Linked DNA regions of Sus scrofa: region 1 is linked to region 2. A link is a contact called in public HiChIP or PLAC-seq data. All regions are on one chromosome and are shown on one strand. The core of a region is the stretch at or near the end of the contact, and the rest is flanking DNA. Distances in the headings are between cores, read along the strand shown. Region 1 holds the start of SNX18 (sorting nexin-18). Region 2 holds the start of HSPB3 (heat shock protein beta-3).

Evidence for each region. HiChIP or PLAC-seq counts read pairs in DNA pulled down with a chosen protein or histone mark.
Region 1: a contact with region 2 is called in an H3K27ac HiChIP or PLAC-seq map of skeletal muscle. The contact joins the promoter of SNX18 here to the promoter of HSPB3 in region 2. A contact is called at or near these places in 3 of 47 Hi-C or Micro-C datasets (epiblast stem cells, fibroblasts and heart right ventricle) and 1 of 2 datasets of contacts at active chromatin or transcription factors (skeletal muscle).

Annotation. Positions count from the first base shown.
Region 1 is chr16:33,774,923-33,780,115 of Sscrofa11.1, reverse strand. SNX18 (sorting nexin-18) reads right to left here and starts at 3,152. Exons shown (of 2, transcript XM_021076956.1): 1 at 1,312-3,152. The coding sequence starts at 2,932.
Region 2 is chr16:33,714,324-33,719,709 of Sscrofa11.1, reverse strand. HSPB3 (heat shock protein beta-3) reads right to left here and starts at 3,252. Exons shown (of 1, transcript XM_003133967.4): 1 at 2,308-3,252. The coding sequence starts at 2,892. The coding sequence ends at 2,440.

The sequences.
Region 1 (5,193 bases), core at 1,903-4,402, 61 kb before region 2:
TGAGTCAGAAGACTGTCACTCACTGGGAAGGGGGAGGGATGCAGCAGAGCGGAAGGAAGCTGCTGTCTCCAAAGGTCTGAAAGGCTGACATGTTGATGAGGAATAGACCTCTTTTGTGTGGTTCCAGGGAACAGAAAGGGAATCAAGACAGGTAAACTTTACTTCAATATTAGGAAGAATGTTAAAGGTCAGACATATTCTGGTTCATATTCTGTTGTTTATAATGGGACTGGCCCATCTGCAAGGGCAGTGAACATCTCAATACTGAAGGCTAGACCTGATGGCCCAAAGGAGTTTTCCACCACCTCAGGAAGGTAGATTAGGTGACTCCCGCCTCTCCCCCAACACCACCGAATAGAAAACTCACAGGGAAAACTGCATCCCTAACTCCAACCCCTCCCCATTCTCTCCCTCTCAAAGTATTCAATCAGAATGAAAGGTAGTGAGTAAATGTAAGGACACACATTACTGCTCTATTTTATAAGGAAATAATCTGCAACATTAGTGCTGTAACAACAGTTAGGGACACTAACAACTACCAAGAAGACAAGCTCTGACAGTTGGGTAGCCAACTCACCGGGACACCACAAACACTGTCCTCAGACACAATACTCAGATTCTATACATTTTACGTAGCTTTCCTACATCATTTTCCTAAGTAACAGTCTTCATTTCAGTTGATTAATAGACTCCAAATTCAAAAGGACTGAGCTTAAAGAGATTAATTTTCTTGAAACTTCCTGTAATTTTACAAAGGTTGTGAGCAAGAAGCCTATGCAGGAAATTCCTAAGCTGCCCTGGCTAGTACCTCAGAGAATTGACCCTAATTCCTCTACCCACGCAGGGACTGAGCGGTATGAGGGTGAAAGCAGGACTTACCCTGATTTGAAGATACCCACTCTTCCCCTTTATTTCCAGGCTTCTGGAAACCTATGGCTAAGTGACAGTGCAGTGTTCAAATGAATGCCTAACATGGTTTGAGTCCCCTTCTAATTCTACCCTAGACAAAAGATTACAGATTTCAGAAGCTCATCACCCAACTATTCAAACTCTAAACTGACAGCACTGTCATCTAAAGTATTCTCAGAACCTCTGAAGAATACCCACTCCCTGTCTGCAAATACTTTAAAGAGGAAGTTAGCTGCCCACAATCCATCCTATGCCTGGGGCATCGCCTAGGTGTCCACATTCCTCCTCGCTTGCCCACCTGTGGGATGTTAATCTGAAACAGACAATGGTCTCTCTGTCAAAGTCGCCCTTTCAGCCTGAACAATACATTCCACACCATTTACTCTGAAAGCCAGGCTTTACCTTTCTGAACGTGGATGATGTCGGGGAAGTTGGCCAGATGCCCCTGATACAGCGCTAACAGGTCCATGACAGGGTCCAGGTCCTGCCTGGGCTGCTCGGCGAAGAGCTCGCCGATGGCGTCGTAGGCATCTCCGGTGAAGGCGATGGCCTGGTTCAGGCCGACGGAGAAGGCCTGCTGGTCCAGCTCAAAGGCCTGGCTGAGGCCCCGGAAGGACTGGCCCACCTTCTGATACTCCTTCTTGAAGCCCGTCACCTGCTTGCGCGCGAACTCGTTGGCTGTGTGGTTGAGCTGCAGCGCGCTGTCGTCCATCTTCTTGGTGAAGCACTTGAAGCCATCGATCTTGCTCTCCACCTCCTGCAGGTCAAGGGCGGCGGCGGGGGGTGTGCTAAGGGTCAGGAAGAAGTTGGCGCCCACCATCTCGTCCTTCTCCGCCTTCCTCTTGCCCTGTTTCCAGGCCTTCTCGTCGGTGCTGCTGGGACACGTCAGGAAGTGCTGGAAGACATCGCACTGCGCCAGCACCGGGTGACTGGCCATGTGGTTCATCCACCAGATCAGGCCCTTCCTGCGTTTGGAGATGAAGTCCTCTTCGAAACGGCCAGTGGCCTGCTTCTCGGGCAGATGGGGCACCGAGATGACGGGGAATTTCTCCGCCAGACGCGCATAGAGCCAGTCGAAGTGCTTGTAGCGCCGATGCACAGGCACCTGAGTATGCGTGGGCACCAACTTGTAGGAGATGTAGCTCTTCATGCCCTTGAACTTGGTCTGTTTGGTGGGGTCGTCGATGGTGCACTGGAAGGGGTAGGGATTCTCTTGCCACTCAGGGCCGTAGGGCCCCAGCACCACGCACAGTTTGTCCCCGTCCTTCACGAAGCCGGACGCCTCGCCCAGCACGAAGGCCTCCCCGCCGGACTTGACGAAGGTGGAGAAACGGTTGAGGTTTCGGCTCACGGTGGCAGAGCTCTTAGCCCCCGACGGGTGATGCTGCGGCGGCACCGAGCCACCGCGGGAGCCCAGAGACAGATCGGAGCGCGTGGAAAGGCTGTAGCGTCCCGCCGCGCCGACGCCCCCAGAAGAGCCGTCGAGGTCCGGGTACGCGCCGCTGCCCAGCGCGCCCGGCTCGTCAGCCACCGTGGAGCTGTCGTCCCACTCGTCGTCCCAGTCATCGTCGCTGCCCTGGCTGGCCTGGTAGCCGCCACTGTAAAGCTGCTGCGGCGAAGGCTGCAGGGCGCCCCCGCCGTAAGGGAAACCGGAGCCTGGCGGCTGGAAGGTGCTTGGCGGCGGCGCCTGCTGCGGCTGCAGTAGTGGCTGGAAGGCGTCCGGCGGCGGCTTGAAAGAGGCGGGCGGCGCGGCGGGCAAGGGCTCGAAGCCGCCGGGTGGTACGTTGGCGTAGCGGGCAGGAACGCCCGGGCCGCCGTCACCCGCCGGGCCGGGCTCAGGGGCGCGGATCACCTGCACGTACGAGGCTGGGAAAAGGCCGCGGTCTCCGCGGCTGTTGACCCCCTCGAGCCAGCCTTCGATGTCCTGCTCGCTGCACAAGCTCAGCACCTCATGCTCCCGTAGCGAGATCTCCCCCGGGTTTTCCGACCTGAAGTCATACAGCGCCCGGGCACGCAGCGCCATGGTCACGGTGCCCCAGCGGGCTGCCCCCGACTCTCGGCGCTCCAAGCCCAGCGCCCGCCGGAGGGTCCCGCGGTGGTACCCGCGCCCTGGCGCGCGGAGAGAAGCCCCAAAGGCAGCGCTCACTCCTGGGCCCCCGCCCGCAAGTTGCACCCTCAGCGCCGCTCGGCTTGCAGCGCCGACTGCCGCGCTGGGCCGCCGCAGCCGCGGGTCGGGGGCGGGGCCCGCGGCCTCCCACGTCCCCAGCTGCGCTAATCCACGACCGAGAGCCGCGTGCCAGGCAAGAGCAAGCGATGGCCGAGCCGCCGCTCCCGCCCTCAGGTCAGACTCCGTGGCTGCCACTGCCCTCTTATGGCCAGTGCCGCTCAGTGAAGCGCAGGAGAGAGTTGGCGGGTGAAGGTTTCTATTCAGAAGTGAATTCTCTGAGAATTTTTTTGGCATTTAGGTTAAAAACCGTATCCTAGAAAGTAAGCTAATACTTGCATTCTTTAGAAGTTTTTCCACTCTGAGTCCTCCGTGAATGCTAAAAGAATACTTAACCCACGCATCTATTAAAGGATTTACAATGACTATTAGCGATTGCTATAAGACAGGACGCCTGTGTTGGAGGCTGTAAGCCAACGAGGGAGAAGCTTCCTTTCATCTTCTACCCACTGGAGAGCCCTTTGGTCAGAAGGGGAGGAGAGTGGCAAGAGCAAAGTAAGGAAGGCGCAGTGTTTGACAAGTTTAGAGGCTAAGGGTGGTGTGGGAAGGGAGGCGCTGAAGAGTTTACACTAAAATAAGTGTGCAAAGAAAGCTAGCGTTTTGCATAAGACACATATAGTGCAGGGAATGAGAGCTTAGACTTCCGCGCCAGACTGCTGGGTTCAATCTGCCTTCTGATAGTACCTACCTGTATGACCTTGAGTAAATTACTTATTGCACTCCCAGGTTTGTTGTAGGGATTTGATAATAATGGAATCCCTATTTACAGACGAGGCGAATGAAACAGAGAGCTTAAAATTTGGCAAGCGCTATATACATGGTCAGCACAGTTTAAATGTTTGCTGCCACTGCGGCTGCTATTTTTGTTATTTGGGGAAGCAAAAACCCTGTTCTCCTTCATAAAGAGAATAGGGGTCCTATTCTTCATAAAGAGAATAGGGGGTCACAATTCCAGAGTAAATGCCCTGGGAAGGGTACCAATGCTCATACCCCTGCTCTTGGTCTCAGATCAGTGACTCTCACTCTCCATTCATCTCACTGTATATTATTTTTAAAATAAGTAGATTTTAAAAATTACTCTCTGAATATTAATCAATTCTAATCTCCTAGAGGTGCCTTGTTTCACATCTTTTCCTTCAGTGTATAATTTGCCTAAAGCTTTTTCTTTTCAGAATCCCCTCTTATTAAGTCAAGCCTAATTATTCCTTTGAAGACACCTCTAATTGGGGTGTTAGCATTCATATGTCATTAATTTCATCCTGTCCTCTGACCCTTTTCAAGCAAATCTGGGAAACAAGCCAGAAGAGTATACAATTATTGTAAGAGCTGCGGTATTCTAAGCATCCTGCTCAAAACCATGAGCCCAGTATATCAGAATTACCCCTACAGTGTTTATCCCTAATGCAAAACCTTAATTCACTTCACTAGGCAGATTCTGAATTACTCCATTTTTAGCCGAAAATTCTTCGTTAGGACAATTCAAGTAAGCAGCAGAGGTCACTGAATTTCGGTGTCAACAATTTATGTGGTCGGAAACATGAAGTCAACGTTTATGAAACATCTAGAATGCAGTTTACTTATTAACTTCTGAAAAGCTAACCTAGAATATTTAAGAAAAATACATTTAGTTTCACCTTTACTATTCATTTGGTAGTTACCTTTTAGAATAAAGAGTCAAAGTGGCGTGAAACTTGCAACGCTTCAGGCTGTCAAATAGGGAGACTGAAAATGTTTCAGGTGTGAAAATTCCATGGCAAGGATGGCTTTAGCAGACAGATTGGGCTTCTCTGCATAGCAGTGGTTGAGAAACTGTTGGTTATCTGCAGCACCAGTATACAAGCAAATGCTTAGGGTTCATGAATGACAGGGATATGGTGCCTGGCCCTATGGCACTGTAGTGGCAGGAAAGACCCTACCCCTTAAAGGTCTTGGATATCTAGAAAATATGCTCAAGTATTAGAAACTTGTAACAGTTCACTCAGGGAAGTAGATACATTTTTAAAAGATTTCTCTAGAAAATGGAGCATATTATTCATAATTCAGTTTACAGAAGCATCATT
Region 2 (5,386 bases), core at 2,003-4,502:
GGCAATAGACAATAACCAGTACAAACAAGATATCAAACACCATGCAAATATAATCCTAACTCTGAAAAGTGATCCATGTATTTATGTATAAAAGAAGACTGAACTAGAAATTTAAGGTAGCTATCTCATGGTAGTAGAAGAAGAAGAAATGGCTTTTATATTTTGCTGGTGTCTAGTCTGTTTTCCAAATCAGAAAAAAAAAATTACTGTGTATTACTTTAAAATTTATCTTAGAAAAAAAATGCTAATTGAATGATGTTTACTTAAAATGTTCACTTTCATTTTTAATTTAAGCAAGTGTTCATTAAGAATTTAGTAGGTGTTGAACTTTCTGTCATGGCACAGTGGCAACGAACCCAACTAGGAACCATGAGGTTGTGGGTTCGATCCCTGGCCTGGCTCAGTGGGTTAAGGATTTGGCATTGCCGTGAGCTGTGGTGTAGGTCACAGACGCAGCTCGGATCTGGTGTTGCTGTGGCTGTGGTGTAGGCGGGCAGCTCTTGCTCAGATTAGACCCGTAGCCTGGGAACCTCCATGTGCCACGGGTGCAGCCCTAAAAAAGCCAAAAAATAAAAAAATAAAAAAATAATTTAGTAGGTGTTTTCACTTTACTAGTTTCTAGGGTACAAAGATGAATGGGGTGAGACTTATAGGTCCTGCTAAGGAATTTTATCTTTTTTCTTCTTTTCAGCTTTTAGTTGTTTATTCTTTTTACTGTTATAGTATACTGTTATAGTATAGCAGAAATGGACAGACCATTGTAAATTTTCGCTTTTAAAGGAAATATTTCCTATCAGTAGCCCCTCGTGGTAAGAATTTCCCTTTCTGAACTCTCAGAAGTGGGATCTCTTCTAGAGTAAAATCAAGGCCAAATGAAAGGGGTTTTGTGTGTGTTTGTTTCTCAGAGCACTCGTTTGTTTTCACGCTATTCTTCCCAACAGTGGGAGAGAAGAATGTAATGTGGTATCCCAGTTCTAATCATAAGTATAATCCCATCACTTACTATTAACTTTGCTAAATAGCAAATTTGGTCTCTGATATTCACTTTGTCAAACAAAATTTGTTATCATAGAGTTGGATGCACAAACATTACTTCCTGGGCGGTAACCTCATATAAACATCTAGCTTCAAAATCCTTTCAGTTTAATTAGACTGTAAACAGACATCTCTGTTTTTAAAACCACTTGTATCACTGTCCAACTTCTTTTCCTCTTGTGTCATGTCCCTCGTGTTTGCCTGTGAACTACAAGTAAAGCACCACAGAGGAGCACAGCGGTATTGTCAGCAGTCAGAATCCACCCTGGAGGTTTCCACACCCAAATTCCTCTTCTATTCATAGCGCTGTCCTCAGTGTCACATGGGGTAGGGGGTAAAAGCTGCTACTTTCCCCAAAGAAATATCTCATATGTATTAGAATGAGACAGCACATCTTTGGAATATCACAGACCAGCTGTTGAAAGGAACATTCCTAACCTCCAGTGTCTCAGCTGCTCCCTTGGGCCCAAGCAGCAGTTGGAGGAAATAGAAGCAGCCAGTGTGCTATATACACTCAGACACCCCTAAAAGCTCAGGCCTCAGAACCAACCGCCTGCCAGGCTATTTAAAGCTAAGGATTATGCAGTGAGAACAGACGCAGTACATTTTGCCATTTTCCAAAATCTGAAGTTTTAAATAACATTTAAAGAGCATAGTTTAAATCATTTTGCACTCACTAATTGTACTTTTTAAAGTGGTTTCCTAAACTTGATATTAATTTATGAATGTGAGTTTAGACATGTTAGTATATCAGAAGTGGCCACAGAACATATGCTGAGCTTTAAAAAACACTGCAGATGAAACACTTACTTTAGCTAAAAAATAGGAGGTACATATTTGGAACTTTTAAAAATAAAATTTATGTCTGAAGATTCCAACATCAGTTTAAGGCAGTCACAAATGTAATAAATCCTAAATATATTTCAGGCCCAATTTCCAACCTTCAGACTGTATTTACAAAGCTCCACTGTAATAAAATATACTGAAAAGAAAAGGGGATCACAGCTTTTTCTTTTAGTGATATAAAAAATTCTCATAAAATGTATAAGAATTCCTTAAATTAGTGTGGCTCTTTCGCCAACAGTTGTTACAAATGAAGTTTCTCTGGCATTGTTGAGTAAGAAAGAAAGAATTCTGAATCCTCTCTAGTATCAGACTACCGTCCTCTAAATTGTCAATGTTTCAGGCATAAGAACAGCATCGACTTGAGTTATAGGAGCATAATTTAACCATTTAACTCTCCGATTAAGAATAACAAAGACAACCTCAACATACCAGGAACTAGGCCTACATTTTTAATCTTCATAAAAATCATTTCATACGTGGTTAATACAGACATTCCCGTAATTCCATGGGCTGAACTAGAATCTTCCTCCGGCCATATCAGCGGGCGCTGATAAGATTTCACTTGGTCCCCACTGGATCCTTTACTTCCACCACCAGAATTCCGTCATGACAGAGGGTGGCAGACAAATCTTTGGTTTCAATGCCGTCCGGCAGTTTATACTGTCTCGTGAAGCTTCTGGAGATAAAACCATGCTCATCCATCCTGGTTCCATGTTGAGCCTTGATCAGCAGCCAGCCTTCGAAGGTCTGAATGATGATATCTTCGGGGAGGAACTGGACCACGTCCAGCAGGATCTGGAAACGGCATTCGCCTTTCTGGGGCGGCCCCTCCGCGGCGGAGTCCACTGGGGGAGCCTGAGTCGCCCTGGCTTTCCCCAGGTCCAAGGTGGTTGGCCCAGGCAGAGCATATAAAGCGTGATCCAGCCTGCAGTCCTCCAGACCTCGAGCTTCAAATTCCTCCTCGTATCGCACTGGAGTCTCGATGAGGTGCCTCAAGATGATTTTTGCCATTGTGGAGGCAAAGCCAGCATCCAACAGCTTCCACCGTCTGCGGGGTCGGTGTTGAACCCTTGCAGTTGGCAACTGACTAGATGGTCTCCGGGAGCCGCTCTTCTTTATAACCCAGCGCAGACGCAACCCTTTAATTAGGCCTGAATCACAGTGCGGCACGCTGCCTCTTGTCTTTTCACTCCCGCTGACAATGAACGGCTATTTTTAGGGCAGGTTTTTAAGTTGCTTTTAGCACACAGCCTGCTCCAGCCGCCGAGTCAAGGATTGCCCTTACGTTCTCAGTTATCCTTGCCAAGTGCGTCTGCCTGCTTCCCCCGAGAGAAGAGAACAGAAACAGTACTTGAGAGATAATCTGAGTGAGTGCTCTGTCCTTGTGAACTAGTGATCTAAGCAACTATGACTTCTGAGAACAGTCCAGAGATGGGCACTCATCTTATGATATGAGCTAAAACGGAATTAATCCTAGTCTGCAAGTGCAAGGCTGGGGCGGAGGTGAATTCAGTTGTAATTGATTAGCAATTAAGATACACACACACACACATTCAAACCTCAAACATTCAATAAACGCTTAGCCCTCTGTCCTATGTATTTACTTTCATTTCATCCTTTAATCTATTATCCTTAAGTGACATCTGAGCCGTGCCATCTGGTTTGTTACATTTGACTCATCAAAAATGAGATGAGATGACTAGTCATGATATCCAGCCTTGGATGGGGGTTGGACAGGCACAGAATGGGGTGTCTTAGCAAGGGAAATAGAGATCACGGGAAGAGAAAAATGTTAAAACTTCGAAGTCTTTGATATTAAAGCCCAAACAACTAAAGATTAATGTAGTTGCAGCTCTGCTGTTGAATTGGCAAAAATAAATAACATGTAATTTCTTAATTACAACACCCTTACTATTAAACTCACACTGAAAAAGAATGAGGCAACTCTTTATCCACTGCTATAGAAGGATCTCCAAGACAAGTTAAACACAAAAGTCCAGAACAGCATTTAATATGCTAGTATTTACTCTTTTTTTTTTTAATAAGTAGGTATTTGCTTGTATAAATAGAATCTGTCCGAGAGCAGTTGTCCACGAAGATGGTAAGAGAGTGAGGGGGAGGCAGGAGCTGGGGGGTGTCTTGCTTGTCACTATAAGTACATCTGTGCTTTTTATTTCTGCAGTGTGTGTGTGTGTGATATGCATACACACAAGAACATTTTAAGTATAGAAAACTTCTTTTCCACAGAGGTATTTTCTGGAATGGGTAGACTCCAGAATACCTTTCCTTAAAACACATACCCATTTCCTTAGAACGAAAAAAGATCTACCAAAGTTAAAAATCAGAAAACAGAAGGGAATATTCTCCTTTAGCTCTTTTTTATTACTCTAAAAACATGTGTGGACATTTTGGTATATATTTAAGAAGAGGCTCTAATCATACTGTTCACACTCAGCTTTTTTGACTTGCATTTTGCAGGTTGGTGAACCTCCAGGGGAAAATGTGCTCTTTGAGATTTAATGTCCCCTGGCTCATAAAACATTGCAGGTGTTTTCATCTGTGCCACTCTGAGTGGTGAGTCAAAACCAACTCACTCTCAGTGGCAGGAAATAATTAAGATACTAAGGATTTGGCTTGAAATTGCTGGAAATGGGATTCCTGCTGTGATACAGTGTGTTAATCTTCCAGCCTTGTCTCAGTGACAGCTGGAATTCAATCCCTGGCCCAGGAACTTCCATATGCCACAGGTGAGGCCATAATAGATAGATAGATAGACAGACAGACAGAAAGAGTCACAGCAAAATTGAGAATAAGGTACCTAGTTTTTCCATAAACCCCCTGTCCCCACCTGCATAGCCTCTCCCATTATCAACATCCCCACCAGAGTGGTGCATTTTGTTGCAACTGACATGACAATTATCCAAAGACAATAATTTACATTAGGGTTCACCCTTTGTCTTGCACCTTCTATGAATTTGCACAAAGGTATAATCACATGTATCCACCCAAATAGTATCCTACAGAGAAATTTCACTGCCCTAAAAATCTTCTGTGCTCCAACAGTTCATCTTCCCTCCCGAAACCCCTGCTAACGGCTGTAAAAAATGTCTATCTAAAAAACGAAAACTGCTCTAAAAAGCAAATTCTGTTTTTTAAAAAATACTAGAAAGATGCCCGTGGGGTGAGCAGAGAAAAGTGCCTCCAGCTAGTCTTATGGTTTCTTACCTCAGTGATCTCTAAAATAGTCGAGGAGGATGTTAGTGCTTGTCTGAGTGAGTTGCTAAAGTTAAAAAGGAGCATCCGCATTTCTTTTTTTTATAGTTCTTTATTTTTTTAATTTAATTTTATTGGAGTATAGTTGACTGATAATGTTGTTTTAGTTTCAAGTGTACAGCAAAGTAAATCAGTCATACAGATGCATACATCCATTTTTTCCCATATAGCTTATTACAAACTATTGAGTAGATTTTCCTCTGCTATATAGTAGGATTTTGTCAATCATCTA